Linked DNA regions of Gossypium hirsutum: region 2 is linked to region 1. A link is a contact called in public Hi-C data. All regions are on one chromosome and are shown on one strand. Each heading gives the region's core, a stretch centred on a gene start, on an enhancer-like site or on the middle of the called end of the contact. The rest is flanking DNA. Distances are from core to core; before and after follow the strand shown.

What was found. A called contact is a pair of places that touch in the nucleus more often than the background predicts.
Region 2: a Hi-C map of leaf shows a contact between it and region 1, with 1.7 times the contacts expected there. The contact joins the promoter of LOC107931696 here to the promoter of LOC121203531 in region 1. A contact is called at or near these places in 2 of 34 Hi-C or Micro-C datasets (leaf and petal).

The regions. Positions count from the first base shown.
Region 1 is chrA08:115,470,306-115,475,035 of Gossypium_hirsutum_v2.1, reverse strand. It overlaps LOC121203531 (L-lactate dehydrogenase B), which reads left to right and starts at 2,065. Exons shown (of 5, transcript XM_041074865.1): 1 at 2,065-2,281; 2 at 2,557-2,729; 3 at 2,848-2,910; 4 at 2,993-4,730. The coding sequence starts at 4,546.
Region 2 is chrA08:115,749,365-115,754,506 of Gossypium_hirsutum_v2.1, reverse strand. LOC107931696 (thylakoid lumenal protein TL20.3, chloroplastic) reads right to left here and starts at 1,470. Exons shown (of 7, transcript XM_016863635.2): 1 at 1,068-1,470; 2 at 746-943; 3 at 627-656; 4 at 421-527. The coding sequence starts at 831.

The DNA of each region.
Region 1 (4,730 bases), core at 816-3,315:
TCGTAAACTCTTTTGTGAACACGATCCGCCAACCCCAAATGTTTTGGGCGAACTTGTTAGTTCGCAGAGCGATAGAATTGTTTTATGTGGAAAAAACAGTTTGGTGAATATCATTAGAGTTTAGTTAAGTGTTAGTTGGATTTGATCTTGGATACTGTAGATGTCAACTTGATATGTTTAGGTAGCCGAATGACTTGTTTAGTTGGTTGTTTAAGTGTGCAAAAAATATTTTACCACTCTGATTAGTGGTAGTAGTTGCATTTGGTAAAAGATTAGACTTCATATCTTGTTATGCAAGTTTAGTCTTAGATTTCAAGGGTGATAATGAGATTTTTTACCTTCTTACTAAGCTTATGTTTCGTTGTCTGTGCTATAAAAGGGTGTTTATAACCGGCATGTTTCACCTTTGTTTTTTCTCTGTGTTTTCCTACATCCTTTAAAAATTTCTTTTTAAGTTATCTTCGCTAGAAGAAACGAAAAAGGTTTCCAGAAGCTTGTCAAAACGTCACTTATAAGTACTAACTTATTGGTATTTCTGGAAAACTATAAGATTGATGTCAAGGGTATTTACGTCCTTACATCAATGCATGCATGATCAAATTTTAGTAGATAAATGGTCTGATAATTGTTATTGTTTCTTATTTAGTTCAAAAAGTTAGTAAATGCCCGAGCAATCGAGGTAAAAGACCAGTAGAGTATATTTTGTCTTGAAGTTTCTAGTGAGTTCCTTTTTGTTTCCTTTGAGTTATAAAAATTCTATGCTATGTGGGTTGCGAAAGGCAAGTTGTCCCTACTGAAGATGGTTTGATGTGTCGTGAATTGATGTGTGTGTAATGAAACAAACATATATTTGAGATTTTCTTCTTCTTATTATTATTTAATTGAGTTTATTTTATACCTATAAATTAATATTTTACATTATTCTTTGTAAAAAACACGAGGTAAATATATTTGTTATAAAATATTATAGTGCAATTTCCTTTTACCAATCGAAATTTCTTTTATAATAAGAAAATATTTTGTAATAAACAATGTTATATGTCAACTTAATAATAAATAATGCTTAATTAAAACTTAATTTAAATACATATATTACATATATAAGAGTACATATTATCACATTAAAGTTATAAGGGATAAATGAAGCTAAGCATTATTTAAATAAATACTCAAATTTATTTAATTAAAATATTCATATTTTTATACTAGGTTAAAATATGTTATAAGTCCTTGAACTCTTCATAAATTTAAATTTTAGTTAATGTACTTTTATTTTTGGGTTAATCTCACTTTTTAGATATCAAAATTTAGGTTCAGTTGTTAGTATTATTAAAAATATTTTGTTAAATTCATATCCATTATAACATCATTTTTTTAGTTACATGAATACTAAGTATTTTTTATTTAAAATTAGTGACATCAACAAAATTGACAAAAAAAATAACAATATTAACAATTTGACTTGACTTTTAAATCTGAAAAGTAGAGGGGTTAAATTTTTGAAAATAAAATTATAGGGACAAAATTCCTAATTTGTGAAGATTACATAGACTTATGATAGTTTAACCTTTATACTACAAAATATTTATTATTAATATATTTATAAATGTAATAAATATTTATTATTAAAATATTAATATTGAATATTTTCAAAAATATTATTTAAAAAATTTATTATTAAATAAAATTGAAATATTAAATAATAAATTATTAATATCAATAATAATTTATTATATGATTATCTATAAATAATTAAATATTTATGTTTAGTAATATTAAAAATTTTAACAATTTGTATTAATATTTTATTTAATTTTAATTTTTTTAAAAAATAAAAATTTATTTTTAATATAATAATATTAAACTTGAGTAAATTTTTTTTTTTGAAAACTCGACTGGACTTTTATAAAATCTTAAACCTTAATAAAACAAATAGTTTCAATAGCACTAGACTTAAGTCCAGTAAAGAAAGCCAATTAAAACATGAACAAAGCAGCAGGACCCAAATCTGCACAGAATTGGCCCATGAAATTTAAAATGAATGAAACAAAAAAAGGAAACCTAATCCTATCCTATACCAATCGAAATCAACAGCTAGACACTATAAGTCAGTGTCCTTTCATATCACCGTCCCAGCTTTTGATGATAGTAGGTTTCAAAAAATCTTTTAGTCTTCTGCTACCTATTTCCAACGAAGGCCTACTTTCCTTTTTCAGTCTGGTAGCCTTGGCCAACTTTTCTCCAGTGCGCGACGAACATAACCTGGAACATCATCCAGCAAGTAATGGCCTTCACCCTTTTTTAGTGTCTTTTTCGCAAGAATATGGGCGTATGTATTCTCTATTTTAGGGATAAAATGAAACTCAATCTCTTGAAAATGGACCTTTTTGCTGTGAATATCTCTGATAAGTGTTCCAATAACCGATCTGTCGAAATCTATAATTTGGCATTTCTTTATTACAGTTCTTGAATCTCCCACTATTTCCAAAATACTAAAACCCATAGAAATTCCTAATCGCATGGCTTGTAATCCTGCATATGCCTCCGCTGCAAAAGGAGATGCTACATTGAAGTGGAGAACCGTCTTTGATGCCAAGATCTCACCCCCCACATCTCGTACTACCATTCCCGAAGCAAATCTGCAAGATTGTTGGTCGAAGGCTACGTCAAAGTAAATTGCCACACTTGTTCTCCTATCGACATATTTATGGCTTCTATATACTTTTAAGGTGAGTTTCTTCTTTTCTATGCCGTCCAACTCAGAAATATAACTATAAAATTTTTTTTGAAATGTACCTACCCATCGTACTTTTCCTTTCATAGATTAACCAATTTCTATATGTCCAGATTAACAAAAGTCCGCAACAGAAAAGACGACACTGTTCGCTAGTCCCCGGACTAAAAACCTAGGTAAGCCACTCCCACATGCTTTGAATGACATTATTAAGTACCCAGAAAAGGTTTAAGTACATCCATACCACCATTGTTGTAGGACACTGCCGAAATATATGGTTACTGTCTTTCCCATAGTGACGACACCGAGGACAATGAGCTTCCACAACCACTTTTTTATGCTTGAGATTAGCTAGAGTAGGAATATAATTTCAGGAGATTCTCCATACTATTATTGTAACTTTCGAAGGGATGTATAAATTCCATACTTTTCTGTAAAAATCTTTAGTCTCAGCCTATATATATTATTACTAGGATCCGAATTAGTCTCCTGTAATAGTTTATAGGGGCTTCTAACTGAGAAATCGCCAGACGGTTCTCTTCTCCACACTTGGAATTCATCGTGTATTGTCTCCGCCAAAGGGATCCACATAATTTTCTTTACAATATCCGCATTAAAGGTATTAACAATTATATCTGTAATCTGTTTGCTTCATCTCCCGAAATCCATAGATCATCCCAAACAGAAATTCGATCCCCCATATCAACCCTCCAACATAGGCCTTTCTCCAGGAGTCTTTTTGCTGCCCAAACGTTCTTTCAGGTAAGTGAAGGTAAATTCCCTAATTGAGCATTAAAAAAATTCGAGTTTGGATAATATTTTGCTTTCAAAACTCGAGCTAACAAAGAATTGAGAAAATTAATAAGGCGTCAACCCTGCTTAGCTAATAACGCAATATTAAATTTGTCAAGATTTTGGAAACCTAGGCCACCATCTTCTTTTAATGAATATAGATCCTTCCAAGCACACCAATGAATATCATTTCTACCTCGACTTTTTTGCCACTAGAATTTAGCAATTATACTCTTCAAATCAGCATATAAAGATTTATGGAGTAAGAAACAACCCATAGTGTAAGTTGGAATGGATTGAAGGATAGCCTTTATGAATACCTCTTTCCCTCCTTGAAAGAGATGCCTTATACTCCAGTTAACGATTTATTGCTTAAATCTATCCTTTAAGACTTGAAAAGACAATTTCTTTCTTCTTCCCACCATACTGGGGAGCCAAGGTACCGTTCTGGATCATTTGAGTTATGCACCCCAAGTACGTTGGAAATTGTTGTTTTTTCCTCCTCCAGCGTATTGATACTTAAAAATACTGTAGACTTATTATAATTAACACATTGACCAAAACAAATATCATATTCGTGCAAAATCTGCTTCAAATAATGAGCACCTCTTTCTGTAGTCTCCCCAAGTAAAATACAATCGTCTGCAAATAATAGATCTAGAATAAATTTAATTTTTATATAAAGCCAAAATCACACATAAATAAATTATTTACTAAAAATAATTTGCGCTCTTCAAAATAACTTATTTTCTGTATGAGTTATTTTCAATCCGTCAAGATGTTTTTCATAAAATTAACACGGCCAAATGTGGAAAATATTTTTCGAAAATTATGGGCATCGAGAATAACTGAAAACCCCATAATATCCTCCTCCTCCTGCACTGTGCACTCAACCCTTATTTCCCTTTTCCATAATCTCCAAACAAGACATACAACGAGCTCCATAACCAAGTCAAACTAATTCAACTCAACACTTCACTTCACTTCACTAGTCTTTGATTGTTTTTTCTATAGTTATAATGCAAAAGAGTCCTTCAGCTTCTTCCTTGGGTCCAGGTGGTCTAGACCTGGCTCAAGCCTTCTTCAAGCCCATCCTAAACACCGATCCACCTTCCTCCACCAAGCGCCATACCAAGATCTCCGTCATCGGAGTTGGGAACGTCGGTATGGCTATCGCCCAAACTATCCTCACCCAGGACTTAGC
Region 2 (5,142 bases), core at 221-2,720, 280 kb before region 1:
TCAACTAGTTTTAAGCTGAAAGGATTTAGTCATAAGCTGTCTGATGCAGAAGATCCCTTACTTGAAGCACAAAGTGATTCAGAAAGATTCTCCACAAATTCTCGCCAGAACTCTGAAAGCTTATCAAGCCAATGTCCAAATACTACAGAAAAGAGGGTACCAAATAGCCCAAGGAGTAAAAAGAGAAGCGCCTCCAGGTCTAGCACAACCAGGGATACAAACAAAAGGAAAAGAGAGAAGACTTTTCTCCAAAGTTGGGCAAGTTCGAGCTTCTAGATAATTTCATGAGTTACAAATAGATTATAATTTTCATTTAGTTTTGTTTGATTTGATGGAAAAAAAATTGTCATTATGTGTACTTGTATGTGTTACAAATTATCATGGATGAAGTAAACTAATTTCGTTTGGCAGAAAATTTACCTGTGAAATTTGCTCTGTATGCAACTGCTTTCTCAAGGTATGCACCATTGAAGGTTGAACCACTGAAATCAGATTCCCTCATATCAGCAGATGTGAAGTTTGCCCTTCTGTTTCAACCATTTAGATTTCGGATTGATTATGAGCACTAGTGAATCCTCAGTTTGATTGCCAAGAAGTAATTGAAATTCTTTACTTTGAAAAGTTACCTGAAATTTTCGTTCACGTGAACAGCTTTTCTGCACGACATAAGACAGAAAATCAAACCCTTCCTAAACCAAAAACAGAGATGTTGAGCATATAATTTAGATGTTGTAATAAAACGCACTTCAAATCCGCAGAACCAAACTGTGCAGCAGATCCGATACCAAATTCACCACGAGTTTCTGCCTCAAACTTATTAAGTTCAGCCATAGCAGAGATATCAGAGCCAAAACAACTATGGCTGCTGCCAATGCTGTTGAAAGCAAGGGTTTCCAGATCTTAAACTTAGCATCCCTAACTTCATACGTATTGTTGGAACAATCTTCCTTTTTCAAAGGAAAACTATGTTAAAATTGAGTACCTAAAAATGATAATAATAATAATAATAATAATAATAATAATAATTGATGAAACGAACAAGCAGAATCAAGATATCATTTACTCACCGCTAATTCGAGCTTTGATTTCTGAATTATTAACCTGGCAATAGACGCCAAAACGTTTTGAGAATGAGGGAAGATGGCGGGATGAAGCTTTTGAAGAAGAAGAAGAAGAAGAAATACTAATTAGAGGGTTGATGGATAAAGAGGAGAGTGAAGGCACTGCCATTTACAGGTAGTGGTTTGGTTTCTTGTTGTTACGAAGAAGAGGAAGCTGGTTCAGATGGGCATAGTGGCAGTTTTGATATTAAAATGTTTGCTCCAATTTTATCCACTTGTTTTTGCAGTAACGGGACTGGTTGGGATTAACACACGTCTCTTGCTTGTTTTTCATTGGATGTTGCCTTTCCATCTGTTTATTCTGGGGGAATTTTAAAGTTTAATATTTTCTTCCTGAAAAAAATATCATGAATTTGAATTTTTACTCGATTATCATATTCAACGAAGGTGGGGAACTGGTTACACAAATTTACAACTTAATCCTTATATCTTTACTTTTACAAATTTAATCTCTTTATTTTTTAAAATTTTTAAAATTTAAGTTCAATTATTAATACAAATATTTTTTAAAAAATTTATTGATGTGACATTTGAAAATAAAAAACCTTACTTCATAGTCATATAACTAAAAAGATGACTTTGTAATAAACTAAAATTTGACAAAATAATTTTAATTGTATTAATTAAAATCTAAAAAATAAAAAGACTGAATTCTAAAATTTATAAAGAGTTAAGGTCCTTATGCTATATTTTAACAAAAAAAAAAAACTCTATAACTAACAAATTGATGGAAAATCCTGTTATCATATAGTGGATCAGTGTGGACCTTCAGTTCAGGTTTTTAAATGGATCCTTCACATTATATAATTGGCTTACTTTACAATTTGGACTTTGAATTATACTCAATTTTCTATTTTGATATCTAAATTTTTTTTATTACTAATTGATATTTAAAATATCAATCACTTCTCAATTTGAATCTAAGATATGCTTTCGTTATATTTTTTAATTCATTTTTTGACAGACGTTAAAAAGAATCTAATGACCAATCACAAAGTGGAGATTTTATGTAAAAAAATAAATAGTTTCTTTCATTAAACATATATACTCATTAAAAAACATGAAACAAAAATAAATATATAACAATTAGGAAAATATATATAATCTAGAAAAAAATATAAATTATAAAAAATTATAAAAATAAAATTTACAAAAAATACGATAATTAAAAAGAAATTAGTTGAAATTAATAATATATTACAAAAAATGTAAAAAAATGTAAAAATTATTTAGAAAAGTTTGAAAATAAAATTCTTTTATAAAATTCTATAAAGTATTTAAATTTCAAGTTTTTTTTCTTTTGCAATTACTTGAAATTTAAATACATTTTTAATTTTCATAAAAAATTAATTTTTATATATTATTTTTAATTTTTAAAATTTATAATTATATATTTTAGAATTTTATAAAAAATATTTTCTTAAAATTTTTATATATTAATATAAATTTTTACAATTTTTATCAATATAATATATATAATATTAAAAAAGGAAACGTGGTGTATATTGTTATATTTGTTATCAATAAAATTTAATATTTTTATTTTTAAAAAAATTTAATTGTCATGTGGTATTTTTTCATTTGTCAAAATAAGTCACATTGTACTTTTCCATTGGCCAAAGTGGGTTAATAGATTTTTCTTAAAGGCCCTTACAAAATTGACCAAAAATAGAGAAAATTGATACTTAAGGTACCAAATTAGAAAACAAATGTTTCAGTACCAAAGTGAAAAATTAAATATACTTTAAGAATTAAACAGTAAATTATGCCTATATAATTTATCGGGCAGAAGATGTGTAGCAACAAGCCTGCCTCTCTAGTCTCTATTACAATAAATTTGTTTTATCATTATTAGATTTGGTCGTGCTGGATTATTTATTAAAATTATTATATTTTAAAATTAATTAATTTAAAGATAATTTTAAGTAAAAAATTATTTTTAGTGTCAATAATTTATTAGTATAAATAAAAATAAAAGAATAATTTAGTGGACTTTTTTTATATATATAAAATGATGTATCTTTATTTGATAAGCTTTCTGTAAAAAAAAATAGAACGCCGGTAATGATAATATATCGCAAAGAAAAGAGAAATAAAATAAACAACACACAAATTTTTACATGAAAACTATTTCGGGAAAAAACCACGGGCAGAGAAGAAAAAAATCACTATGTCGAATTCGAATTAATTACAAGAGGAATAGACTGTCAATTTATAGGCTTGTAAAATCGTATTCTAATAGGAGTGTAGTAAGATTGAAACACCTTATTTAAATCAATATCAAATGGATGGAGTTTAATAAGGTTTAAAAAACCTTATTCTAAAATAAAATAAAAGAAGTGTAGTTCTATAGAGATTTTACTTTTATTTTATTTTACCACTGTATTTTATTTAAATAAGGATTCGGGTCACTTAATTCTAACAATCTCCACCTTGACATGAATTTTCAATGAATAAGTTCTTCATCGCGAACTCTCAACGAACAAGTTCTCCACCTCTTCCATAAAACCCCTTAAGGGTTTAACTTCAACAATGAACACCAACCAAGTTTAAGCAATGCTCAAACTTAGTTATAGGAAGTGACTTAATCATCATATCTGCAGGATTTTCATGAGTACTAATTTTGCTCATAACAATATCACTACGAGCAATAATATCACGAACAAAATGATATCGAACATCAATGTGTTTTGTTCTCTCATGAAACATTTGATCTTTTGTAAGGAAGATGGAACTCTGACTGCCACAAAATACTGTATTGATTTGAAGGTATTCATTGAGTTCACTAAAGAGTCCCTTCAACCAAATAGCTTCTTTACAAGCCGCAATAATCACCATGTACTCAGCTTCAATGGTAGACAAAGTGACTATAGTTTGCAAAATGGCTTTCCAACTGATTGCACAACCTCCGATTGTAAAGACATAACCTGTAAGAGGTCTTCTTCTATCAAGGTCTCTAGCAAAATCAACATCAACATACCCAATGACTCTATCTCTAGTTTTTCCAAACATCGGTAGTACCTCGTAAGTATCTTAAAATCCACTGAACTACTTTCCAATATTCTTTATCGGGATTCCCCATGTATCTGCTAACTGTGCTAAATGCATATGATAAATCTGGACGTGAACAAACCATAGCATACATGAGAGATCCCACTGCACTAGAGTATGAAACATGTGACATGTACTCAATCTTATCATCTAATTGTGGAGACAAAGCCAATGAAAGTTTAAAATGGATTGCTAAAGGAGTACTAACAGGCTTAGCACTCTGCATATTGAACTTGCAAAAAACTTTTTCAACGTACCCCTTCTGACTTAGGTACAATTTACTTGATTTTCTATATCTGAGAATCTCTATACCAAGCATCTTCTTTGCTGGTCTCAAGTTTTTCATCTCAAATTCTTCACTTAGTTGGGCTTTAACCTTTCTTATTTTTCCTTTATCTTTCGCTGCCATCAACATGTCATCAACATAAAAGAGTAGATACACAAAAGAACTATCGATGTTTTTCTTAAAGTAAGCACAATTGTCAAAGCTACTTCTTTTGAAATTATGAGAAGTCATAAAGGAATCAAACCTCTTGTACCACTGTCTTGGTGACTGTTTCAAATTGTAAAGGGACTTTTTCAGCAAGCAAACATAGTCCTCTTTTTTTGAGATTATAAAACCCTCTGGTTGTTGCATGTAAATATCTTCCTCAAGTTTTCCATGCAAAAATGCAGTTTTTACATCTAACTGCTCAAGCTCCAAATCATGCATGGCCACAATACCAAGCAAAGCTAGAATCAAACTGGGCTTCACAATTGGGGAAAACACATCTGTGAAGTCCACTCCTAGAATCTGACTGTAACCCTTTGCAACAAGCCTTGCTTTCTTCAACTCTTAGAATTCTTTCTTTCTTTTTAAACACCCATTTACAACGAACAACCTTTTTTACCTTTAGGAAGTTTCACAAGATCCCATATTCTGTTTTTGTGGAGTGATTCCATCTCCTCTTGCATAGTAAACATCCACTTT